Regions from separate parts of the Mus musculus genome. Here regions 2 and 3 are each linked to region 1. Evidence: chromatin contacts called from public ChIA-PET and HiChIP or PLAC-seq data. All regions are on one chromosome and are shown on one strand. Each heading gives the region's core, a stretch centred on a gene start, on an enhancer-like site or on the middle of the called end of the contact. The rest is flanking DNA. Distances are from core to core; before and after follow the strand shown.

Evidence for each region. ChIA-PET counts read pairs in DNA pulled down with a chosen protein or histone mark. HiChIP or PLAC-seq counts read pairs in DNA pulled down with a chosen protein or histone mark.
Region 2: an SMC1A ChIA-PET map of the G1E-ER4 cell line shows a contact between it and region 1, with 9 read pairs. The contact joins two enhancer-like sites. A contact is called at or near these places in 16 of 39 promoter capture datasets (the 3T3-L1 cell line, 3T3-L1-derived adipocytes, the C10 cell line and 12 more), 3 of 15 datasets of contacts at CTCF or cohesin (the G1E-ER4 cell line, the NIH/3T3 cell line and large pre-B cells), 44 of 484 Hi-C or Micro-C datasets (B cells, CD4 T cells, CD8 T cells and 32 more), 27 of 115 datasets of contacts at active chromatin or transcription factors (the 230-238 cell line, CD8 T cells, DN3 thymocytes and 19 more) and 4 of 9 other capture datasets (adipose tissue, bone marrow-derived macrophages, liver and 1 more).
Region 3: a contact with region 1 is called in a BATF HiChIP or PLAC-seq map of CD8 T cells, with 8 read pairs. The contact joins two enhancer-like sites. A contact is called at or near these places in 2 of 15 datasets of contacts at CTCF or cohesin (CD8 T cells and embryonic stem cells), 8 of 484 Hi-C or Micro-C datasets (DN2 thymocytes, the MPC-11 cell line, bone marrow-derived macrophages and 4 more), 2 of 115 datasets of contacts at active chromatin or transcription factors (CD8 T cells and Th17 cells) and 2 of 9 other capture datasets (adipose tissue and liver).

The regions. Positions count from the first base shown.
Region 1 is chr14:73,288,493-73,293,284 of GRCm38.p6, forward strand. Rb1 (RB transcriptional corepressor 1) reads right to left here. Exons shown (of 27, transcript NM_009029.3): 5 at 217-255. Among named protein-coding and RNA genes, the nearest start is that of Rb1, 35 kb to the right of the region's middle. Within about 2 kb of position 1,634, at least 25 of the 459 cell types and tissues checked have an H3K27ac peak or open chromatin away from gene starts, as enhancers often do. A contact at or near this core is called in CD8 T cells, CD8 central memory T cells, DN3 thymocytes and 6 more, where this site is marked.
Region 2 is chr14:73,120,696-73,125,562 of GRCm38.p6, forward strand. No RefSeq gene overlaps it. Among named protein-coding and RNA genes, the nearest start is that of Rcbtb2, 19 kb to the right of the region's middle. Within about 2 kb of position 3,251, at least 146 of the 459 cell types and tissues checked have an H3K27ac peak or open chromatin away from gene starts, as enhancers often do. A contact at or near this core is called in CD8 T cells, CD8 central memory T cells, DN3 thymocytes and 6 more, where this site is marked.
Region 3 is chr14:73,085,769-73,090,038 of GRCm38.p6, forward strand. No RefSeq gene overlaps it. Among named protein-coding and RNA genes, the nearest start is that of Gm35388, 15 kb to the right of the region's middle. Within about 2 kb of position 2,148, at least 35 of the 459 cell types and tissues checked have an H3K27ac peak or open chromatin away from gene starts, as enhancers often do. A contact at or near this core is called in CD8 T cells, where this site is marked.

The sequences.
Region 1 (4,792 bases), core at 384-2,883:
CATTTTCCTCAGAAAAGTGACAGAGAACACTGAATTCCAGCCAATTGGTTCTCTCTGCTATATAAGTAAGGCACACATTTTTAGAAGATAAACAAATCCAAACAGGATTTTACCACCTTAACTTATAAAGTAGTATGTTTTTATCACCAAAGTAAACAATATGTTTGAGATTAGTCCAAAAAAACAAATTTTAGTGAAAAATTACATGCTACTTACGCACTGCTGGGTTGTGTCAAATATATAAGTTCACACGTCCTGAAAAGAAAAAAATAATTTCAGTAAAATAACAGCTTAAAAGAAAACTTTTAAAATACTTCTGCAGCATGAGTCATTAGCCTTCTAAAAGAAAGTTAAAGTATATCTGCTTACTACAAAATGCCATCTCATATCACCATGTTCTAAGATAAAAGAACCGGCTTCTGTCACTCACTGTTAAATCAAAACCAATGACCAGACCAGACTGTTAGCTCAGTGGGTAACTAACCAATAAGCCACATATATCTCTATAGTTTACCCTATAATAAACAAGCTTTGGCATTGCAATCTTCATACTCCAGAAAACTGTACAAGTAGAATGGGAAACGGAAACCTTGATTTGATTCAAAGCCACCAACTTAATTAAAGCTAAATTATTCCAAAAGACTAGTCAATAAAAATCTTAAGTTACAAAGTGCAGGGCAGCCTTGTAAGGCCAAATCAGACTATGCCATTCCCCAGTGTAAAAGCACTCAGCATTTCCACTGTGCAGGGCACAGCTAGCTTGCTCCTGCCCAGCCCCCATCCTACCTTCCATACATCAGCGCTCAAAGCACATCCAGTCACTGTTTTGGTGTGCACATGCTCAGCACATGCCTGACACGCCCAGTTCCTGTCCCCACTCATTTTTCTGGATACATTTCTATTTCTAATCCCTATTCAGAACTTCCTCCTTCTCTTTTTCCTTAGTAGAAATCAACAGTACCGCCTTCTCACCTAGCTAAGATCCATGACGTACTGCATCATTTCTACTTAAACGCGGTACTCTTCAATCCAGCATCACAGCCATTACTGCATTTTCACGTGGACATGTTGTGGCATGTGCACATGTACACATGTATGTGGAGGCCTGAGACTGATGTCAGGGATATTAAATTGTTCTTTCATCTTATTCTTTGAGGGCAGGATCTCTTGATCAAACTCAGAGCTCATGGAGATAGCAGGGTACTAACAGTTAATTCTTTTTTTTTTTTAAGAATTATTTATTTATCTCATGTATGTGAGTACACTGTCGCTGTCTTCAGAAACACCAGAAGAGGGCATAGGATCCCATTACAGATGGTTTTGAGCCACCATGTGGTTGCTGGGAATTGAACTCAGGAACTCTGGAAGAGCAGTCAGTGCTTTTAACCGCTGAGCCATCTCTCCAGCCCCTAACAGTTAATTCTTGATGTAGCTTGTTAATTTGATTACAACAAAACAGCTGACATCATACATTTTCTTAAAGTATATTCCATAAACACTTCTTGTATGAGATCTTAACTGATGTTAAATGGCATTATGGTTTGTGGTTTGAATGTGAAATATCCCCACAAGGATCACACTTGAGAAAGAGAGTCACCGGTGGGGTGGGGGTGGGAGTTACGGCTTTAATAGCCAAAACCCACTTCCTGTTCATGCACTCTGCTTTCTTTTGAGGGATGCCATGTGGTCAGGAGCCTCCTGTTCTGCCACCATGCTTTCCAGGTCTGCTGCCACATCTTCCTCACTGTGACAAACTGTATCCCTCTGGAACTGTAGGTCAAAGTAAACCCTTTCTCCCTTAAATTGTTCCTGTAGGAGTATTTTATCGCAGCAACAGAGAGTAACTAAGGCAAATGTAAATATTAGTCATTTAGAAAATGCTTAACTCAATCAAACTTCTAAATATCGTGCATTGCCTTGGTGTTTTGTGACTGTCTAAGAGGGAATACAATATGAAAATACAGTATTATGCAGTGTTTTCCAAATAGACAATGTCTTATTTTCTTCTTTAAAAACCTAATAAATATTTGGGCCTGTGAGATAGCTGAGTGGGTACAGATGCTTGCTGCTGGGCCTGGCAATATAAGTTTGAAACTGAGACCCACGTGGTAGAAGGAGAGAGCCAACTCTTTCAAGTTGCCCTCTACTCTTCACAACTGTGCTATAGCCCACATTTGCCCACATACACACACACACACACACACACAAATTAAAAGCTATCATGAAAGCACTATTTATATATTATCTCAATTAAAACATTAACAGGTGTGTGATGGCTATACTTGATCATCACCTTGACCTCATCTGGAATTAACTAAAATTCAAAAGTCCGTTATCTTTAGGAGGAGAAAACACACCTTTAACCCAAATCTAGTCTGGGTCACACCTTCTGCTGGGAGTCTATATAAGGGAGAGGAAAGCTTTTGTTCTTTGCCTGCTTGTCCTCCCCTTGCTAGCAAGTCCATTCCTTCATTGCCACTAGAGCCTACTTCAGGATCCCAGCATATGCTGAAGACCAGCTGAGACATGCAGTTTTGTGGACTGAGTGCATAACTACTAGATTCTTGGACTTTCCATTCATAGTTAACCATTCTTAGATTAGCTGGACTGCAGCCTGTAAGCCATTCTAATAAATTCCCTTTGGATATAGATCTAGAGATATAGATACAGGTCCATTCTATGAGTTCTGTTACTATAGAGAGCCCTGACTAATAGGTACTCTCATTAACTTGATTTAGACATTAGAAAACTATGTACCCAAGTTAGGTAACTCATTTATCCAAGATTACATAGTATATACTCAGGATCAGGTTAGAATGCAGACCTGAGTGACTGCTTCTCCTCTAAGCTCTACTGTAACCCCCTTCCTTCTCTCTCATAGATAATAGCTACTGTTTTTGATAGAGAACAAGAAGGATGGATGATGAGCCTCTACCCTCTCTGTTGTAAGGGCACCTTGTACTTGATAATACAGTAAGGCATCTATGCATATTTACTATGAACAGCTCATTGGGAACACACTCTAATGGTTGTCTATTGAGTAGCCCCAATTCAGGTGACACTTCACGAGGACTGTAAAACCCAGCTTCCCACAGAGATGATAACAAAGGCAAACTACAGAAAATAGAGAGAGAATCTCAAGCCAGACCAGAGGGGCAGAGCCTGCTCTAGAACCCTGACCGCTCCCCTTCCATGACAAGCTTGCTGGCTATAGATTACAGGAGAGATAACTAACTCTAGGAGCCAATTGGTTGTTTCTCAGACTGTGAGTTCTCTACATCAAGTACATCTCAAAGATTCAACTGGAATGTGGACGGTCATCGTGAACTCTCATGTTCTAGTTGTATTAGAAGAAAATTCTTTGGGAACTGTGGTGCTGTATCCCACAGACTGGACTGTAAACACCGTTGCTTATCCTGGCCCTTAGGGAATAGCATACAGAAAGATCCAGAGCACTTCAAAATTGTCTATATAACTGCTAAAGTTTTTGAACTTCAATATGTAGTAGTTATAATATTCTTTTCTGTTTTTATGTAATTTAATCAATTCTCTATAACATTCTTCTCTCTGCCCTTCCAAACTACTTAAAATTACTCTTCAAAATACAAATACAGAAAATTCTTAAGACTTAGTAGTCTTGAGATTAATATGAATATAAAGAGAAAAATGTCAGCCTAATGATTTATCTATTGATCACTGCTCTGTTTGGAGAAAAATTAGAGGGTAAACCACCTAAACAGAATATTTTGTAAAGCCTAAAAATCACATATGAGACTATTTCATTTTCTAGTACCCTTTTTTACCTCTCTCTCAACTCCCAGGATATCAAGTGCACTATATCAGAGGAAAGTATAATAAACAAACAAGCAAACAAATCCCTGAAGACAGAAGCTGATATTAAAGCAGAATCATATAAGAAAGTAAAACTACTTGGAAGTATCCAATTAAAATTATTATAGCAGAAATATAAATGGGGGAAACTCACAGGGCCCCACCCCTAGACAAATAACAGGCAATTAAGGAAAGAGAGCAGGAAGAATAATCTATCTCCTGGGGAGAAGCCTATTAATTGGTTATCCCATACCAAATGGTTAGCATTTAAATCATATACACACGAGAAACACTAGACAGACTCAGCAGGTTATAATTACATGTTTATGCATATACATGTAACAACAACAAAGAAAATGAGCTGCCAGATTTAAAAGGAAGCAGGAACACAGTGTGGGAGAGGAGGGGAGGTGTGGGAGGAGTCAGAGGAATAAAAGGGAATAGGGTGAAATGATGTAATTATATTTTAATAACAAAAGTAGAATAAAATCACTATAGCAGAAGACAGTAAGCACTGTACCCCAAGTCATTCCGAGCCCTCAAATTCTAGATCTAGAAATCACCTAGTCAGTTTTTAAGTAACTTATTTGTGCAGCATTTTCTTTTGCTCTTAAAGACTCATTTCATTTTTACTTCTGTGTATGTGTGTGTATGTCTGTTGTTTAGCACAAGTCTGTGCAAGTATCCTGCACAGACCAGAAGCTGAAGTTACAGGTGGTTGTGAGACACCTGAAGTAGGTGCTGGGAGCTGAGTTCTGCAAGAGCATTAAGCATCTTAACCGCTGAGCCATCTCTAGAGCCTACCACAGGTTTTTAACAACTGGCTCAGAGAAATGTTTGCGTACTTTGTCTATCGTGGATAGGAAACCTCTACTAGAATTCTAGCTTCTTCTGAGTCATTTCACGTGATGCATTAGAGGCTTGGATTTTTCCCTTTTGCACTGTCACAATCATAGTATAC
Region 2 (4,867 bases), core at 2,001-4,500, 170 kb before region 1:
GCTAGGTGAAATCCTTCAGAGTTCCCTCTTCAGGGAGAGGTGGCCTTCCTGTGGAACAGCAGACTAATTGGTTTTCCAGTGCCAAATGGTCAGCCCTGAATACATACATACATACATACATACATACATAATACATACAAGTAACATTGTACAAACTAAACAGGCCTTTTTAGAGGGGAGGGGATATGTATATACATATACATAGATGTATACAATAGCAATTATTTTTAAAAAAATTTTAAAGAGGTCATGAATTTGAAAGAGAGTGAAGGTTTGGAGGGGGAAAAGGTAAGGGGAAAATGCTCGAATTTAATTATATTCTGAAAAAGATAAATAAAGTTTCTCCTCTTCAAGAAGTTAGCTGTTAGCTCTGCCATACATGTTGGGCCAAGTAGTAAATGAGCCAGGTGTAAGTGCCAGGAGTTCCTTGACACAAGGCCTGGATGGAGACTGGGAGATCTTAGCCATCTGGTCACCCTTCTAACTCTCTAGTAACACAGTCATTTCATCCGTAAACAGGCATGCTACAGAAGCCATGACACCATAGGCAGGTATTCTTAAACTATCCAACATAATTTCAATATCACAGACATTCATGGCAACATAACTCTTCCCTGTGAGAGCTGTCCTGTGCACTAAAATGTTTAGCAAAGTGTTCCTCATCTCTACTTGCTGGGTGCTATAGTTTAGATCTTGAACGTTTTGTTGTTGCTGTTTGAGACAGAGTTTCTCTGTGTAGCCCTGGCTGTTTTGGAACTTGCTCTGTACATCAGACTGGCCTTGAACTCAAGAGATGGGCCTGTCTCTCTGCCTCCCAGCACTGGGGTTAAACACATATACTACCATTCTCAGCTTATGTTTTTAACTATGAAATAAACCGGTTTCTTCTGCCACATTTTCCCACTCTGGTACTCTACCATTCCATGCAACTCGAGTAATGAGCCAACTGACCAAGGTCTGAAACTCCCAAAACTGGAAGCCAAAATGACTTTATTATTATTGTTGTTGTTGTCATTATTATTATTATTGTCATTATTATTATTATTATTATTATTATTATTATTATTATTATTATTATTGAGACAGTCTCACTATGTAGCTCTGATTATCCTGGAACTCACTATGCAGACCAGATTGCCTTAGAGCTGCCTGCCTCTGCCTCTGAGTGCTAGGATTAAAGGCATACACCGCATTGCCCATTGATCTTTCCTCTTTAAAAAAAAAAAATTAGTTACTTTTATTTTATGTGCATAGGTTTTGTTGCCTGCATCAATGGCTGTATGAGAGTGTCAGATCCTCTGGAAGCAAAGTTACAGACAATTGTGTGCTGCAATGTGGTTGCTGGGAATTGAACCCAGATCCTCTAGAAAAAGCAGTCAGTGCTTCTAACCACTGAGATATCTTTCCAGACCACCTTTCCTATTGTTATGTTAATTACGTTTTTTTTTTTTGTTATAGTGATAAAAATATAACTAACACATCTGTAGATTCTACAAAGTTGCCACAAACAAGTCTCCTGGGACATGTATATTCCTGGATGAGCTGCACTTATATACATAAATATCATTGTAGAAATTGGGTTACTTTCTTAGTTATGATAGTCTGAAATTGCTGCCATCACTGCCCCTCCCCCTTTCCCTGTGTCTCTCTAGTTATCTCACTAATTAGACTAGGCTGGTCTTCAGGTGACAATCCTCTTGCCTCAGCCTCCCACGTGCTGGAATTGCAGGGTACCCTGCCACACCTAACACACTTTACCATTCCATACTCAGCAATTACACATACCTTCATAATGCAAGTGTCAATTAATTATGTGGAGAAAAATAGAAAATAGTGTGAAGTCATTATAATTTGAGTAATGACGGCCTTGTTACACTGTGATACATTTGTTAGTTCCTCTTGTGGGACCTTCTTTAAAAGGTTCTCCTTTTTCTCTTACAGAGCACACTTCTAAGAAAAGCTTGCATTGCACAATTTGTTTTCAATTTCTTTCGCCTAAATAGGGGCTGGGGTAAAGTAACCCGCAAATGCAAGCTGCAGAGTCAGTATTTATAAAGCATCTCAAAGGGCCTCTTACCCTTGTCATAATAGAGCAGGTCAGGAACCCAAAGAGGAAGTAAAACAAAGACAAGGAAAGATGATCTTTTAAAATTGGAATATGCAATTTCCCATGCTCTCATTATCACTGTTTGCTGTGATAGCAGGATTTTTTTTTTCATGAGTTGTTACTGCCTGTGACCCAAGTAAAGGGGAAACATTCATTTATCAGTCTTTATTTCTGAATAAAATACTGTGGGCTAAATGTCTTTCTGCCTTTGCAGCCCTGAGTTGGTTTTCCGTTTCTGTCCAGGACCTGCAACTGTGTATCAGAGCTCCTCACCAGCACCTTTGTTTCAAGAGACCCAAAAGCAAACAGTGTGTATTGCTCGGCTTCTTGGTGAGTCACGCAGCTTATTAAAAGCATAGCAAGGCAAGCAAGGATGACTAATGAAACAAATACAAGAAGGTTTCTTGTTTTGTTTTGTTTTAATTAAAGAAAGTTTACTTGGCCCGATGTTAAGGTTCCTTTGGCTATACTTCTTACCAGTTTAAACGCTTGTATTTAAATATGATAATTACCTTTAAGCAATTAAAGCAATTCCAGTTTAGATACAAAGCAATCTGATACAAAGCTGAAGAGACAGCTCAGTCAGTCAAAAGTACAAAAGAGAAAGCTGACTTAGATCCCCAGAACCCATATTTAAGAAGGGGAAAACATTGGCTTGGTGGTCCATAGTGCTGGAGGTGGAGGGCAGATCTCTGGAGTTCAGTGGCCAGGAAGCCCAGCCTACTTAGTGAGTTCCAGGCCATTCAGAGACCCTATCTCAAATAAAAAGGAGGACAAAGCCAATGGTGGTCCTTTGGCCACCTCCATGTACGCGCGCGCGCACACACACATACACACACACACACACACACACCGAAGAATAGAATTGATAAATGAACAGAGACTAAAGGCATGAATACGTCTTGCTCAACTGTGGATCTGGAACCTGGGGATCGTTAGAACAGACAGGAATTTCAGAAATTTCATATACCAATCCGTATTTATTTATTTATTTATTTATTCATTTATTAACTAATAGAACGGAAACCACACCTGCAATCTCTCAGGCCACCTGAACAGGAAGCCACACGTCTGAATAAGTACTTCTGTTCCTACATCCTCTTCTCACATCTCGAGGGTGAGGAGTCTGAGGTTTCCTCCTCGGAGCTCAGTGCTTCCTGCAGATAACGTGCTAGATCTCCCATCAGCACGCACTGCCTTTTCTGCATGGATAACACTCAGCAAGAAGATGCCGATTAACCCAAACTCTGCTTGCAGTGGGTAACTTTCTAGCTTATCACCATCAGAGAGGGTTTGCTTAGAACAGCACAGTTATGTCCCAGAGGTCTGAGGCCATTTCCACGAACACTGGCTGGCTGGGCACCGAGGTCAGTGTCTGTCTAGATACATTTCCTGCAAGTTCTTTAACTCTGTCTCGTGATGTCAAAAACATCAGAGTAGCTGTGGTCCAATTGCTGCTTAAAGAGTCTGTAAATCCATAGATTTGGATGTTAATCTGGCTCGAGATCTGAGACACACAGTAACAATAACCTGAAAATAAAATCATGACTGTGTATTTATAGTGATTTTTACATATTTTTAGGTTAAATGTTACCATAAACAATGGAATCTACAAAAACAAAACAAAACAAAAAACCAACAGCACCATTTAAGGTTGGATTTCAAAGTCTTCAAGAAAGGAATAAACCAGGACAGTCATGGTTACTCTTTCGAGTCATCATTACACTTAAAATTCGACACAGTTCACCAAGTGAATCCTGGCTGATGAGGTGACTGTCTTACACTGTGAAGGCCCTGCATCCACTTGAAGAGAACAGCATCCAAAGGGGAACCGCACTTTACGGAGCCACCACAATGCTCCAGACACTGGAAGGGAACCCAGGGAGAGAGTCTTCCTGTGTGATTTCAGAGGCAGTAACAGGCTGGGTATTTCAGGGGACAAATAAGTAGAAACAACAAGATAACATTGAACCAAGAGACACTTCAGGATACGCTAAGGAGAAGCATGCTCATTAAACGTCTCAGGCTAATCACCGCTGCATTGCACCACCTAATGTTGTTGGGGCTATTAGAATTAATAATCATAATCATCATTTATTATGAGGGCAGCGTAGAGGGCAGTTTTGCAGCAGTGGGGAGATGAACAGATAGACTTGAAAGCAAATCTCCCCCGAGTCCTAGGATGCAGAGCAGACCAGCTCCAGGAACAAAGGTTTTAACTACTTCATTATTGTAAAATTACCACCTGACCACATGGAAGGCAAGGGTTTTCTTCCCAGCTCAGTTCCTGTAATTGAAGGAGATGACACTGATATATACAGCTGACTCTGGCGACTAGAACCAGGAGTATGTGCCAGTTGGGAGCTCAGACATACTAATATAGTTTTCTTTTTCAGAAGTAATCCCCCCAAACAAATTTATCTTGTCATTGTGCTAGTCAAAAAAATAAGACAAAAACAAGGTAAGACTATAAAATAGAACTTCAGGAAAAAATAAAAAGTCCCATCAATAATAACTTAAGACAGTTTGTTAATTCAACCTTTTACTGATATAATTGTAGATTCCTGTGCAGATACAAAAAATAATATAGATGATTCTTTCTATCAGTTTTCCTATGTTGCAAAACAGCCTACGATTATGAACAAAAATTAGCATTGATTCAATTCAACCCGAATGCCTTATACATATCTCCCTGGTTCAACATGTTTTAATGTTTGCATGCTTCATTCTGTACGGTTTTGCTACACATGTGTGTCTAAA
Region 3 (4,270 bases), core at 898-3,397, 200 kb before region 1:
GTTCCCCCGAAATACATGTTGAAGACCTAGAAAATGACATCTCATTTGAGAATAGAGTGTGGTTATAATCAAAATGAGATGGCTAACTGAAACACAAACCTCTCTAGCCAATGCCTGATGCCTTTACCTAGAGGAAGAGAGCTAGAGACATTGGAGAAAGACTATGTAGGGATGGACTTATCTAGCCACAAACCAGGGAAAGCCAGAAGCTGAAAGTGGCCAGTGGAGTCTCTCCCAGAGTCTTCAGAAAGAGCATAGCTCTACTAACATATAGATTTTAAAAATTATAACCCCAGAATAGAGAACACATTTCTAATGTTTTAAGCTCCTTATTTGTGATCATGTTACAATAGCTATAGACAATTATGATACCTTTCTATAATCTACATCATCAAACCAAGAATAATCTTTTTTTCTCTAGACAAGTTTCACCTATCTCAGACTATCTCAAACTCTATGTAGCTTAGGGTGGCCTTGGGCTATTATTGATTTTCTTATTTCCACCTCTCAAGTGCTGCCATTACAGGCATACACTGCCCTGCCCAGTTAATGCAATGCTAATATTCAAATCCAGGGCTTTTTACTAGACAAGCCCTCTACCAAGCAAGCAACCGTGGCCTCAGAAGAGCAATCTATTTAAAATGTAACTCTGGTCTTTATAATCTAAATACCACCAAGCCTACCTATATCAAAGTCTTTCCAGGTGCTAATAAACTGCCCTTGATCTCCTTCTGTTTTCCCCTCACCTGTTTCATGGCAGTAACCCCCATCTCCTTGCTGTTCCTCGAGCAAGCAAAGCAGTCTCCTACAGTGAATCTTTGCCTCTATCTGGAAGGCTCCGCCTCTGCTAGTCATGTGACTCCTCTCAGCTTCTTCAGGCTTTGTTCCCTGTCACCTTCTGGGTGAGGAATACTTTGATGAGCTTCCTAAAGTCACAATCAACCACTCTTTTCACTACCAAAGTTCTTTATTGGGCTCTAGTTTTCACACACATTAATGCCCAGTCATAGAACAAGCGGCTCATTGATCATTTAGTTATTTCCACAAAGCTGAAACATAACCTGTACGAAGTAGAAATTCCTTTCTTTGACCATTAAAGAGAGCCAATAGAAGGCACACAGTAAATATCTGTTGACTGGATAGATGAGAATGAATGGAAAGGGTTCTGTCCAGGTAAAAGTGGATTCTTAACAACAGGCATCTTTTAGGGGAAAACAATTCTCCTCCCCATGGCTTCTGAAGTTTTAATTCCATGGTCAATTTATTTCCAGGCCATATTCCCCCAAATCCAATTTAAGTTGGGATTTTCCCAAGTCAATTAGATGGGGCTTAAATTAGAAAAGGTATATAAATTCAGCTGACACTGCCCTTGGCACAGCCCAAGTGCCTGATAAATTATTTCTCCTCTTCTTTGCAATCACTAAAGGATTTGAATATCCTGAAGGAGTAGGTTGCAGATTTCTCTCATATGTGTTATATGAATGTGTGCGTGTGCGTGTGTGCGTGTGTGTGTGTGTGTGTGTGTGTGTGTGTGTGTGTGTGTGTGTGTGTGTGTGTGTATTGACAGAAACAAATGGTCTGGGGCCACACACACTGAGCCAGGAGCTGCCCTTCCAGTCTTGTGGATAAGTAATGATGTAGCAATGTGGTGACCTTATGGAGTAACAGTGTTACAACAATGAGTGATACATTTCTGCCTTCCGCAGGCAACAATCTTCTCTCAGTTTGTAACTATGTGTTACAATTTGTAACTATTTGTAACTACTGACCTCCCTTCCTTGCCTCTCAGTAGCCTCTGGAAATCTGTGTGATTGCACCACACAAACATAAGAAGACCCAGAGGAAATAAAAGCCAGATCGAGTTCACCATCACATACTGCACCACCACTATCTATTCACAGGTTGGTTCAATCTTATCATAGGGACTTAGCTTTCTAGATACCAATGAAGTCACTTGGCAGTGTCTACCCTTACTGCAGAGGCACATGTATTTCTTAAAGCAGAACCTGGGTGCTGACATTTGCCCCCACACGGCTTTCTCTTTTCTTTTTTTGACTTTGCAATGAAATCATAATTCATTTCTCTGCAGGGCACCTTCCAGTAAGTTTGTGGCTATAACATCGGTGAAATACAAACCACATCCTGGAGTCTCTAGAAGAAGTAAGAACCCACTTGAAAATGTCTAGAGGGGAGGTTGGAGGTGGCTCAGTGGTTAGGATCTGAGTTTGGATTGCCATTGTCCACGTAAAAGCTGACAACAGCAGCGCACCCCAGCACAGGCAGGTTCCAGGGGCTCACTGGCCAGCCAGTCTCGTCAAAACAGTGAGCTCCAGGTTCAGTGAGAGACCCCCATCTCTTTGTCAGGTATAGAAGCAATTGAGAAAAATGCCCAAACATCATCAAACTCTGGCTTCTTCAGTCACCTGTGTGGGCAAGCACACGGGCATGTACATGAGTGTGCACATATGCATGTACATGCACACACACACACACACCTGCATGCATGCATGCATACGTACATATGTACATACATACATAAAAGAAAACTAAAGAGACAGAAATTGCAAGTGAGAAGGCCTCTTACTCTTCTATACACAGTATCTCATTTCATTCACTCAAGAGATGAGTGTCACAAAGATATAGATAAGAAAACTATCAAAAACTTATTTTCAGAAAGTGAAACTAGGTCACTGTGTCTACCAGGGTAAATTCCCACAAACCTGGCTTAAAGAGACAGAGGCTCATCCTCTTGCCATTCTGGAAACCTGATCCTGGTTTCCAAAAGCCTGGATCCTAGCATCAAAGTTTTGTCTCAACAGAATCATTCATTCACTTTCACTCATTCATTTAACAAATATTTACCGAATGTCTTCCATGCATTACAAGGACTGGAAGTTTCTGGGAGCTCCTGAAAGAGTCCCTCCTTGCATCTCTCCTAGTCACTAGCCAGCAATCCCCAGTGTCCTGTGTTCCAATCTCAACCTTGCTGTATAGCACAGCCTTCTATTAGCTTATTAAGATACTACTCATTGAGTTTATAGCAAAAAAAAAAAAAGAAAGAAAGAAAGAAAGAAAGAAAGAAAGAAAAAAAACTCTAAGCTAGTCACATCTGTGTTGATTGTTTTTTGTCAACATAGCTAGTGTCATTTGGGAAGAAGAACCTCAATTTTAAAACTCCCTCCATAAGATTGGCCTGTGAGCATGTCCATGGGTTATTTCTTTTCTTGATTAATGATGGATGTCAGTGGTGCTGTCCCTGGGCTGGTGGTCCTGGGTTCTATAAGAAAGCAGGCTGTGCAAGCTATGTAGAGCAAGCCAGTAGGCAGCACCCCTCTGTGGTCTGTGTTTCAGTTCCTGCCTCCAGGCTCCTGCCCTCGGAGATGGAGTATGGCTTAGTTTGTAAAATGAAACAATTCCTTTCCACGCCTAAGCTGATTTTGTTCAGTGTTTTACCACATCAAGAGAAAACGAATGAGGACAACCGTCTGACCCCACAACCTCCTTACATCTCCAAAGACCCTATTTACCTAATAAGGTCATATTCTTAGGATAAGGACTCGGGCATGTCATGGGGCCATACAACCCACTGTAGCCACTAAGAAGGTGGGAAACCCAGAACTCAGACTCCGCTCTGAGTGCAACATTCTAAGTACACATAGCCTCCCCTGGTTCTCCCAGGAGAGTAGGACAAGCCACTCTGGAGTGTCACTGGCCTGGGGACAAGTGCTTCTTCCCATGTCATCTTTCCCTGAGAGAAAAGTCTGGTTTCCCTTAATTGACCTAGATTCAAATGGAATGTAAAAGTCTCTCTCATAGATGCCCCATTATAACCTTCCTAGGAAAGTATGTGGGTGGCTGTCCTAATGCACTGTTACTCTAAGTTGAAGCAGTCCTGAGAATTGTCACACCCTGCATCAGAGCTTCCAGGAACACATTGCATTTATAAGGATAGAAGGATAGTGTTTAGGAGTTGTATGCTGCACCCACCCATAATGTCAAAATCCTCTTTAACTGTGAGAATGTTACGGAGTGCTATACAGTAGGAAGTAACTCAGTAAGTCTGGGTTGTCAAGCCCTGGACAGCTCAGAAAAAAAATGTATGGCCCTTTTCTGCTCCTGGGAGCTAACAATACAATTTTGGTATACTGTGCCTGAAAAGTGTCTGTTTCCCCGGGAGCCTAGGGCCCACAGATACTTGATGCTAAGACTGGGATTGATTCTTAGAGCCTTGGACCATGAGGTTAACCATGGTGTCTGCAGGGGCTGAGTA